Linked DNA regions of Rattus norvegicus: region 1 is linked to region 2. Evidence: chromatin contacts called from public Hi-C data. All regions are on one chromosome and are shown on one strand. The core of a region is the stretch at or near the end of the contact, and the rest is flanking DNA. Distances in the headings are between cores, read along the strand shown. Region 1 has its middle 23 kb from the start of Ropn1l. Region 2 overlaps Ankrd33b (ankyrin repeat domain 33B).

Evidence for each region. Hi-C and Micro-C count contacts between places; a contact is called where the count stands out from the background.
Region 1: a Hi-C map of frontal cortex shows a contact between it and region 2, with 2.9 times the contacts expected there. The contact joins two enhancer-like sites. A contact is called at or near these places in 2 of 12 Hi-C or Micro-C datasets (frontal cortex and hepatocytes).

What each region holds. Positions count from the first base shown.
Region 1 is chr2:84,139,101-84,143,335 of GRCr8, forward strand. No RefSeq gene overlaps it. Among named protein-coding and RNA genes, the nearest start is that of Ropn1l, 23 kb to the right of the region's middle. Within about 2 kb of position 2,106, at least 10 of the 93 cell types and tissues checked have an H3K27ac peak or open chromatin away from gene starts, as enhancers often do.
Region 2 is chr2:84,045,408-84,049,637 of GRCr8, forward strand. All of the region lies in intron 1 of Ankrd33b (ankyrin repeat domain 33B), which reads right to left. Among named protein-coding and RNA genes, the nearest start is that of Ankrd33b, 22 kb to the right of the region's middle. Within about 2 kb of position 1,409, at least 14 of the 93 cell types and tissues checked have an H3K27ac peak or open chromatin away from gene starts, as enhancers often do.

The sequences.
Region 1 (4,235 bases), core at 856-3,355, 94 kb after region 2:
ATGTGCGTACAGGTGAGCACTGGATCACAGTGTGTTCCCTCAGCTTCTGCAAATTTGTACCCAGCCAGAAGCCCTGCATATGGCCCCACTTGTGAATAGAATCTTTGCAGGTGTGGTTTTAAGATGGGGCTACTTGGGTAAGGTGAGCGTCCTCACATGGGCCGTCTGGATAAAGATAAAGGCTCTGCGAAGAGGGAGGCAGGGATTTACGCAATGCATCCACAAGCCAAGGACTACTGAGGGTAGCCAGAGGCCAGCAGAACCTGGAAGAATCAGGGGAGGGGTCTTCCTTGTGACCTTGGGAGGAAGAGGGCTCAGCCAACACTGAGGTTTCTAGTCTCAGTGGTGTCTCAAGGCTGAGTGAGTCCTGTGGCCAGCCTGAGGTACTCAGGTACAGCAGCCCCACGAGGCTAACGAGGGGCAGGAACTGAGGTCGGGGAGCCCAGAGGGAGCTCCAGAGGCCGTGCCTGAGCAGCTGCCCCATTCATCTTCCCGGGGCTGACAGCAGCTGCTTCTCCTCTACAGCAGCAGATGCACAGTCACGGCAGTCTGTGCAAACCGCAAGTATTCACTCTCTCGTACTTTATGGAGGATGCGGATTCCCAGAAACCACCAGGTCCCCTCCGCTTCCACCTGCTCCTTCCCAGGAAACATGAATTCCAGCTGCTCCCCCGTTCCCAAACGCACACCAATGAAGTAAGTGTAACCCAGGCAAGCGAGTGTGTTTATCCCCAGCCTGGATGGCCAGGCAGACACACACTGCTGATCATGCTCTAGGAGGAGAGTCGTCAGGGCGGGCTGATGGAAGGCTCTGGTGAGAAGGCACTGCGAGCAGCTTCTGTCTGACCAGACCTCCCTCAGCAGTGGTCCCCTCTCCAGGTTGGTACTGAGAGTACCAGGCTCAGCATCCTCTTCCGGAGCACAGTAGCAGGTGCCCTCTGTCATCCACTTCTAGGAGACTGATCAATTGAGCATCCCTCATCCTCAGCTCCTGTGAGTGCTCATCCTACCTTCCTTTCCTGGTATCTGCAGGGCTTTGTCCCACCTCATGCCATACACTGTCCAGTTTAGTGTGAATGACAAGAGCAGGACCTACCTCCCAGGGGAAGACTGAGAGCTTCCAGGATGGTACCAGGGACCAGCAGTGCTCAGAGGGTGACGTGTTAGGAGACAACTCCAAAAAACTAAAGAGCATCCAGGTCAGTTGCATGAAGTTCATGAGGTGAGAGGGAAGTGTAAGCAGTGAGCTAAGAATGATTTTATACATAATTAATTAACCGAAGAGGTGAAGCATAAAAGTTAATGATGCACATTTATATAAGCTTGTGACTTTGGTGTTGAGTGATTAAGGGTTTTCTTAGATTTATTTTTATAACGTGTATATAAAAAATATAGCGTGTATAAACGTCTTGCCTGCTTGTGTACACGTGCACCACCTGACTCTGGAGACAGGAAGAAGACCTTGGGTCTTTGGGAACTGAAGTGATTGATAGATGGTTGCGATGGATGCATCGGTAGTGGGAACTCCACCCTGGTCCGTTGCCAGAGCAGTGTGCACCCTTAACCTCTGAGCCATCACTCCTCCGGTGTTCTCTCTTAACTACTGGGCCATCTCTACGTCCCCAACAATAAAATTTCCCTGGACACAAATGCACTTTTCACTTCACATTGTTAGTGGCTGAGTAGTCGTGGTAGGAGACATGTGTCCTGCAAAGCCTTAAACTGTTTCCTGGTTGATGTTCTACAGAGAAAACTTGCTGGGCTCCAGCAACCAAATTGATTTTTAATTGCAAATCCACTCCTGGCTAGTTTGGAAGCTTTAGTTCAGTTCTCCACCATGTTCTGCTTCCCTTTGCCCAGCTCCAATGGTCATGACAGTCCTATGTCAAGATAGTTTTATGAGACTTAGGTAGGTCCATATTTTCAAAATCTTACCATGGGTCCTGGAATGCTGACTTACCATAGATAGCATGTCAGTCAGCTTCCTGTAACTACAACCAAACACCTGAAGTAACTAAATTATAAAGTGAGGTCTGTTGTGGCTCGTGGTTTGGGATCTACTCTATGGCTGAGCAGACCTTTGCTTCTTGAGCTTCTCCTGAAGGCAGAGGACATTCCAAGAACATGGGACAGAGCAAAACTGCTTAATCCATAGCTAGGAAGTAAAAGAGACCAAGGGTGAGTCTTCAAGCCCCCAGGGGTTGAAGGGATACCCCAGTGACCTATAGTCTGTTTGGTAATGGCTTTGGCTTGGTGGGAAAGGCATGCGCACCCCCATCATTCTGTTTTAACATTTTAGAATTAAGACCAATAGAGCTTGGGAGAAACTTTCCATGCTGAAAGTCGGAAGTGGTGGTGAGATGAATAGCAGCAGCCCCTGTACATCTGCTAGGGAATACAGAGTTTTCCTCCCACGTCACAAATTAGAAGCCATCTGGGACTCGAGAAATCTGAGCTCAGGTTTCCTGGGTGTTTGCATATGGAGCAATGGCTGAAAGTTCAGAAAACATGAGTCAGTTTTGAAGAACTTCTATGCACGAGGTGGGGAAGCTGCTGGAGGTTTTCAGTGCTCATCCAGAAGGCCAGGGTGGGCTGGATTTCAGGAGAATGAGGACCCAGGGAATCGTGCAGTCTGTCAACTATCCTCTGGATCCATTATAAATCTGTTCATGGGTGCTGTTGAGAGATGGTGGGCCCTGTAAGAAGTGGGGTCTATTGTGGGTCCTTAGGTCATTGAGGGTATCCTTTTCAACACTTGAAGCCCTATCCTTGGTCTCTTTTACTTCCTAGCCCCAGTGGAAGGCAGCATTTCTGAGTCTGGGTCTCAATATATGAGTATGTGCTCTTCCTCCTTGGGCTACTAACCTCTTCCTGTGAATGGCAACCATGCAGAGAGGAGGACGGCAAACTGAGAGGATGGAGATACCAGCTTTCCTGGAGGACCCATGGAACACAGGAGTTCTTTCATGAAGAAGCCCTCGTCCCAGGGTCCCTTTAGAGAATCAGCCATGTGCTTTCATTCACAACATGACTTCATTGCAGCAGCTTAGCTTTTTGCTCCATCTACACGAAGGCCATTATCATCTGCAGACTACAGATGAGGGCAAAGATTGAGAAGTTCTCACCTTCAAAAGCCCACACTTAGCTCCAAAGCCAGTCTCTTACCTTGAAGACCCGTGCTCTGGCCATGTGCCCTCAGTATTGTCTGCCCATGAGAGACGGAGCAGCATCTCCTTTTAAGTTGTGTGTGGTGTGCTGTCAAGGAGCGTGTCCGTCTGGACCCAGTGAAGAGAAAGCAGCTGCCCAGTGATTTGAACAAGGAGAGTTTAATACAGGCTCAGGCGCTACAGCAGGATTGGCTGGTTGAAGAGAAGGGTATCCTGCAGATTGGAAGACCAGATTAAAAGACTGGCCACTGGCCCAAGGGCTGGAAGATGAGCTCCAACAGCTGGGAGGGAGAGAGGAGCCTACTGCCTGGTTCATGTGGACAGTCTGAGGACATGGTTTCATCTTGTTAGACATCTGCCCTCTAGGATGCCAGAGAAAGCTGCCCAGAGTAGAGCTCTCTGTAAGGTCTGCTGCTACAAAACTCTCTGGGAAGCTGTGTACGCAGCCTCTGCCCGCATGGAACAAGCAATCTATTTCTGTATACATCTCAAGCACAGTTTTGCATAACCAACCTTCGACTTTTGTTTCTCTGCCTATATTTTCTTTAGATGCTTTGGAACTTTTTCTGGACTAATGTGTGATTCTATTCAGAGTACGAACCCATGCATAACACTGGATCGTGAACACAGCATAGGGAAGAAACACAGTCAAGGTCCCAGCTCAGCGGCTGCTGTCTGAGCTGGGTGAAGCTCTTTTGCGGCCTCAGGACCCTGGAGAGGTCCCCTCGGTAAGGCAGTCCCCCAACTGGGAACCAGAACTGTGAGAGGGATAAATCTGCATGCTCTGTAAGCAATCTGGTGTGCTGCTATAGCAATGAAAACAGACTAAGACATCTCCTACACACTTGGCGAATTATTTTCCATGAAACCTTCCTCTCAAATTCTATTCAAGTGTCCCTTGCAGGGATCCTGTCCTACATACCTTCCAATTGGGAACCAAGAAATTAACCTTCACCCCATCCTGACATTGCCCCAATCTTAGGAGCCACATTTCTCTTCTGCCTTCATTTTGAAGGCAGACTTCCTCGGTTTTTCTGCCATGCCACTAACATCCCGTTTCAACCAAAT
Region 2 (4,230 bases), core at 159-2,658:
CCATTCCTTTAATCAAAGACATTTTTTCCTTCGTGGGTAACATAACCCACATAGATATAAATTAAACCCAAGTAGATATAAATTAATCAGCTCAGATATATAGAAAGATATCAGTTATACATAAAATAAACCTAAAAAGATGAAAACAGTTATTAAAAAACAAAAACAAAAACAGCAATTTACTTGAGAGGTACAAAGAAAGGGGACATCTCTGGGCTCCCAGCCCTGGTGGGAAGTAGGGTCCTGTCAGCCTCAGTTGCACCCTGTCAGTGGCACCTGTTGTAAAAGCAGGCATTTGTTTGGCCCATTTGCAAAAAATAAAATAAAGTCTGACCATCCCATGCAGCCGAGTACTCAGAACCCTGGTCATTTGCGTACCTTTTCTTCTTCCAGGGACTGACCGGAAGGCTGGGTGGGCTCCTACCAAGAGGGACAATGCAGCTGAGTGAGCTGAGCACAGAGCAAACACTTTGCAAATGTTTGCTGCCGCTTTAAAAACGACCAAAGGAAAATGGAGAGGAGGCCATCAGGGCAGCCCTCACCGACAGGGATTTCAGGGTTCAGCAGCTTAAAGTGCTTGCTGCCAAATCTGCCAAATCTGATGACCTGAGTTGTCCTCTGACCTTCACCCATACACACACACACACACACACACACACACACACACACACACACACGTAAACAAACAAATCTTTAAAGAGACACCACCAGATCAGGAAGAAGCCCTGCCAGAGCTTATCATTCTAGGAGATGTAGCTCTGGGGGGGGACTCCTGGGGCTCAGAAGTTCCAGGCCAGTCCTTTAATCTAAGATCCTCACCAGGTAGAGAATTGTATGCAAGCAATCCTTTACCCACAAGCAGACAGTAGAAGGATGATTGCTGCCTGTGACTCACTGGGGGACCCTAGTCACTTCTGGCTGCTCAAAGTCACCATGGCTGCAGCTTTAGTGCATGTGCCCCTTGCATCACTCTGGACTCAGGTGCAGGGAGGTTGATCACATGCCTCAGACACTTGCTCTCTAATACCTGGAGCAGTGCCTAAAGGAAGTTGCCGGGATGGAAGTATGAAACACCAGTTTTGCTTTATATTTTGTAAAGAATAATGGGTTAATAGCTAAGGCTTCACCCCCCAAAAAGGAAAAAGACCGAGTAAAAGATAAGCCAAGGTAGCGTGAAACTTACCACACCAAAAAGGAGAGGTGACCCTGTCTCACCAGGTGGCACTTCACCAAAGCAATGCTGTATTACAACAATACAAATTTTACTTGTTTCCAGTTTGTGAAATCAAACTAGAAAGTTGATGTCTTGGCACAGTTACAAAGTCAAGAAAATGCCATTAATCTTGTCTGCAGAAAGGTACTGAAGACAGAAGAAGCAGACATGGAAGGGTGTGGGGCAATTCCTTTATCTACCAGAGAAGCTAGAAGTGAAGGGTGTGGTGCTGACGTCAAAATAAAACAGGTAAGGTTGGGCTTGGTGGTAGATATCTACATCTATGATCCCAATAGCCTGCAGGCCAAGGACAGACGGAGCTCAAGTTTGAGGCCACCCTGGGCTACAGAGTCAAAACCTGTTCTAAATACAAGCACGCACGAACACACGCACGGACGCACGCACGCACGGACGCACGCACGCACGGACGCATGAACTAACGAACGCACGCACGGACGCATGAACTAACGAACGCACGCACGCACGCACCCACGTAGCAACCCACCCACGCACGCATGCACGCACGCACGCAAGCCCGCCCTACAATAATACATATGAAATGATGCAGATGGCTGGCCCAGTCTGACTCAAGAGGGGGAAAATGAGGGGTAGGAACAAAACACTCCATCTGCCACAACAGAGAGTCGTGAACGCCACCCTGAACTGATAAATCAAGACTCATCATGAGTGAGCAGGTTCCCTGCCAGAAATGCGGCCAGTCCCGACCAGATGGAATGAAAGTGGAAGCGAATATGGTGGAAAGAGATCCATCACTCTGGGCAGCAGCCAGGCAAGCGGTCTGGGGGGGAAAACCACCACAATTCGCTGCAAGCTCAGGGGCTTCTAAATAAGTTTTCTAAATGTGTGTCTGATACTTCAGCAAAATAAGAGAGAGGAAAATAAAACACAGGAGTGAGAATACAAAGTGATGGGGGTATAGGTAGATCAGACGGCCCAGAAACAGCCCTTTGTCTGTAAAGGTTAAGTGTTAGGGAAATACCTGGACGATGGAAAAAAATACACAAACAACTTTGTTTGAGCAAGTTAATAACTGAACAATAAAAACACATGCCTAAAGCCAGGTGTGGTGGTGGCACATGCCTGCGATCCCACAACTCAAAAGGAAGCAGCAGGATTGCGATCTCCAGGGTAGCCGGAGACTAAATTGACGTGTCTCAACACACCCACTCACCACACACACACACACCCCACCGAGCATGAGAACACATGCCTCAAATCCTAATATTGACAGGCCTTACTATGCTTTAAAGACCAGGCTGGCTACACAGTAATTTCTGAACCAGCAGGGACTACAGAGTTAAAAATCCGTGTCCCAGAACACAAAGCAGGGGGGGGGGGGCCTCAAAGAGAGTTTTTGCTGCTGTCCACTTAAGTTCTGCCTGATAGGAAAAATAGAATGGAGTCCCTACACATTGTCTTCTGATCTACACAAACACACATACCGTGGCATGCATCCCGGCCCTTCCCACAAAAACAAACAAATGATACTTTAGCCCTAAAACGGATCAGTAGGCATACGGCCATAAAGACCCTGGGAAGAAACTCAGATGACTCCTTCTATAAACTTGACTTAGAAAGGGTGGCTTGAAGCTCAATGGCAAACCACAAACCATAAGCAAATGGGTTGGCTCTGGCTGTGTGAAAATGTAATACTCCTTAGTAAAACTATGTGGGGAAAAAAAAAAACAGAGACTGCCGGTTTCAATGGCAAGACAGGGCACCCTACACACCATCTCCTCCTGAAATCAATAAAATCACTAAATATTTCCTAAACTTTACACAGTTGAGTATGGTAGCCAATTGGGAGGAGGATGTAGGCACATCAGCCCGGTCTACACAGGGAGTTCCAGGCCAGCCAGTGCTACATCGTGAAATGCTGCCTCAACAGAACAAAAATTTAGTGGACACAACCCCCTTCCAGCCAAGCAGGCATGGCAAGCCCAGTCCCCAGAAAGGTGAAAGCTCTGAAACCAGCTTCAGCTCCCCTGGTGACAGTGCAGCCAGGCTGCAGAGAACCAAGCTGGCAGCAAGCAAAGGAGGAACTCGCAAAGCAGTCACAACAGGGAGTTAATGGTTGGGAAGACATAAGGACACAGCCAGCCAATGACAGCAAGCCTGTGACGCGTGTCATTACTATAAGGACACCCAGAGCTAGCCCTAAGGGAAAGGTAACCCAGAAGAATGGACTTGCACTGACCACAAGCCAGCCTGCAACAGTCTGCCTTGTGCCTGTGGCAACTCTCCAGAGGGAGGTCAGCCATCCGGGGCTACTTGTCATATAACAACACAGAAAAAAAGTGACCAGACATACCAGAAGACAAGACCAAGAGAAACGTCTCTAGGAGACCCAAATATGGAAACTCTGTCTTCAACATAACCTCTTCAAATGGAGAAAAGCATTTTTCTAGCAAAGACTCAAAGTGAAAGAAAGAAAATGAAGGAAGGAAAGAAGGAAAGAAAAAAAGAACAGAAAAGAAGAGAAGAAACAAATAAGAGCTAGGAAGACACCTTAACATTGAGGGCTTGTCAGCATGCACAAGGTTCTAGAAGGTTCAGTACCCAGGACCAGGAGAAGGGGAAATAAAAGAAGAAGAGAACTATTTCTAAACAGGTCCACATCCTCCTTTGCCCTATTAACCTTTCCTTTCCACTACCTCTGACCGGTGTTGGGCTAGAAGTGGGGTTAAAGCATTTCACAACATTAAACCAATTATTAAAGTAGGTTTTGAAAAATATAAGCCTATAAAGAGGCAATGGAGGAAGATGCTGTAAATAAAACATTAAGTGAGGGTCAGAATTTCAGAGCAGGTGGGAGGGCTGGGGAGAAGTGGGTCAGTGGGTCAGTGGGTCAGTGGGTCCTGAGATAGCAGGATCAAGCAGTTCAGGGCCTGTGGCTCAGTGGGGTGACTACAGCTACCGTCAGGTGGTGTGCACTTCAAAAAGCCAGAAGAAAATAACTTGACAGTATTTGTCATAAAAGGTGTGACATCTACTTG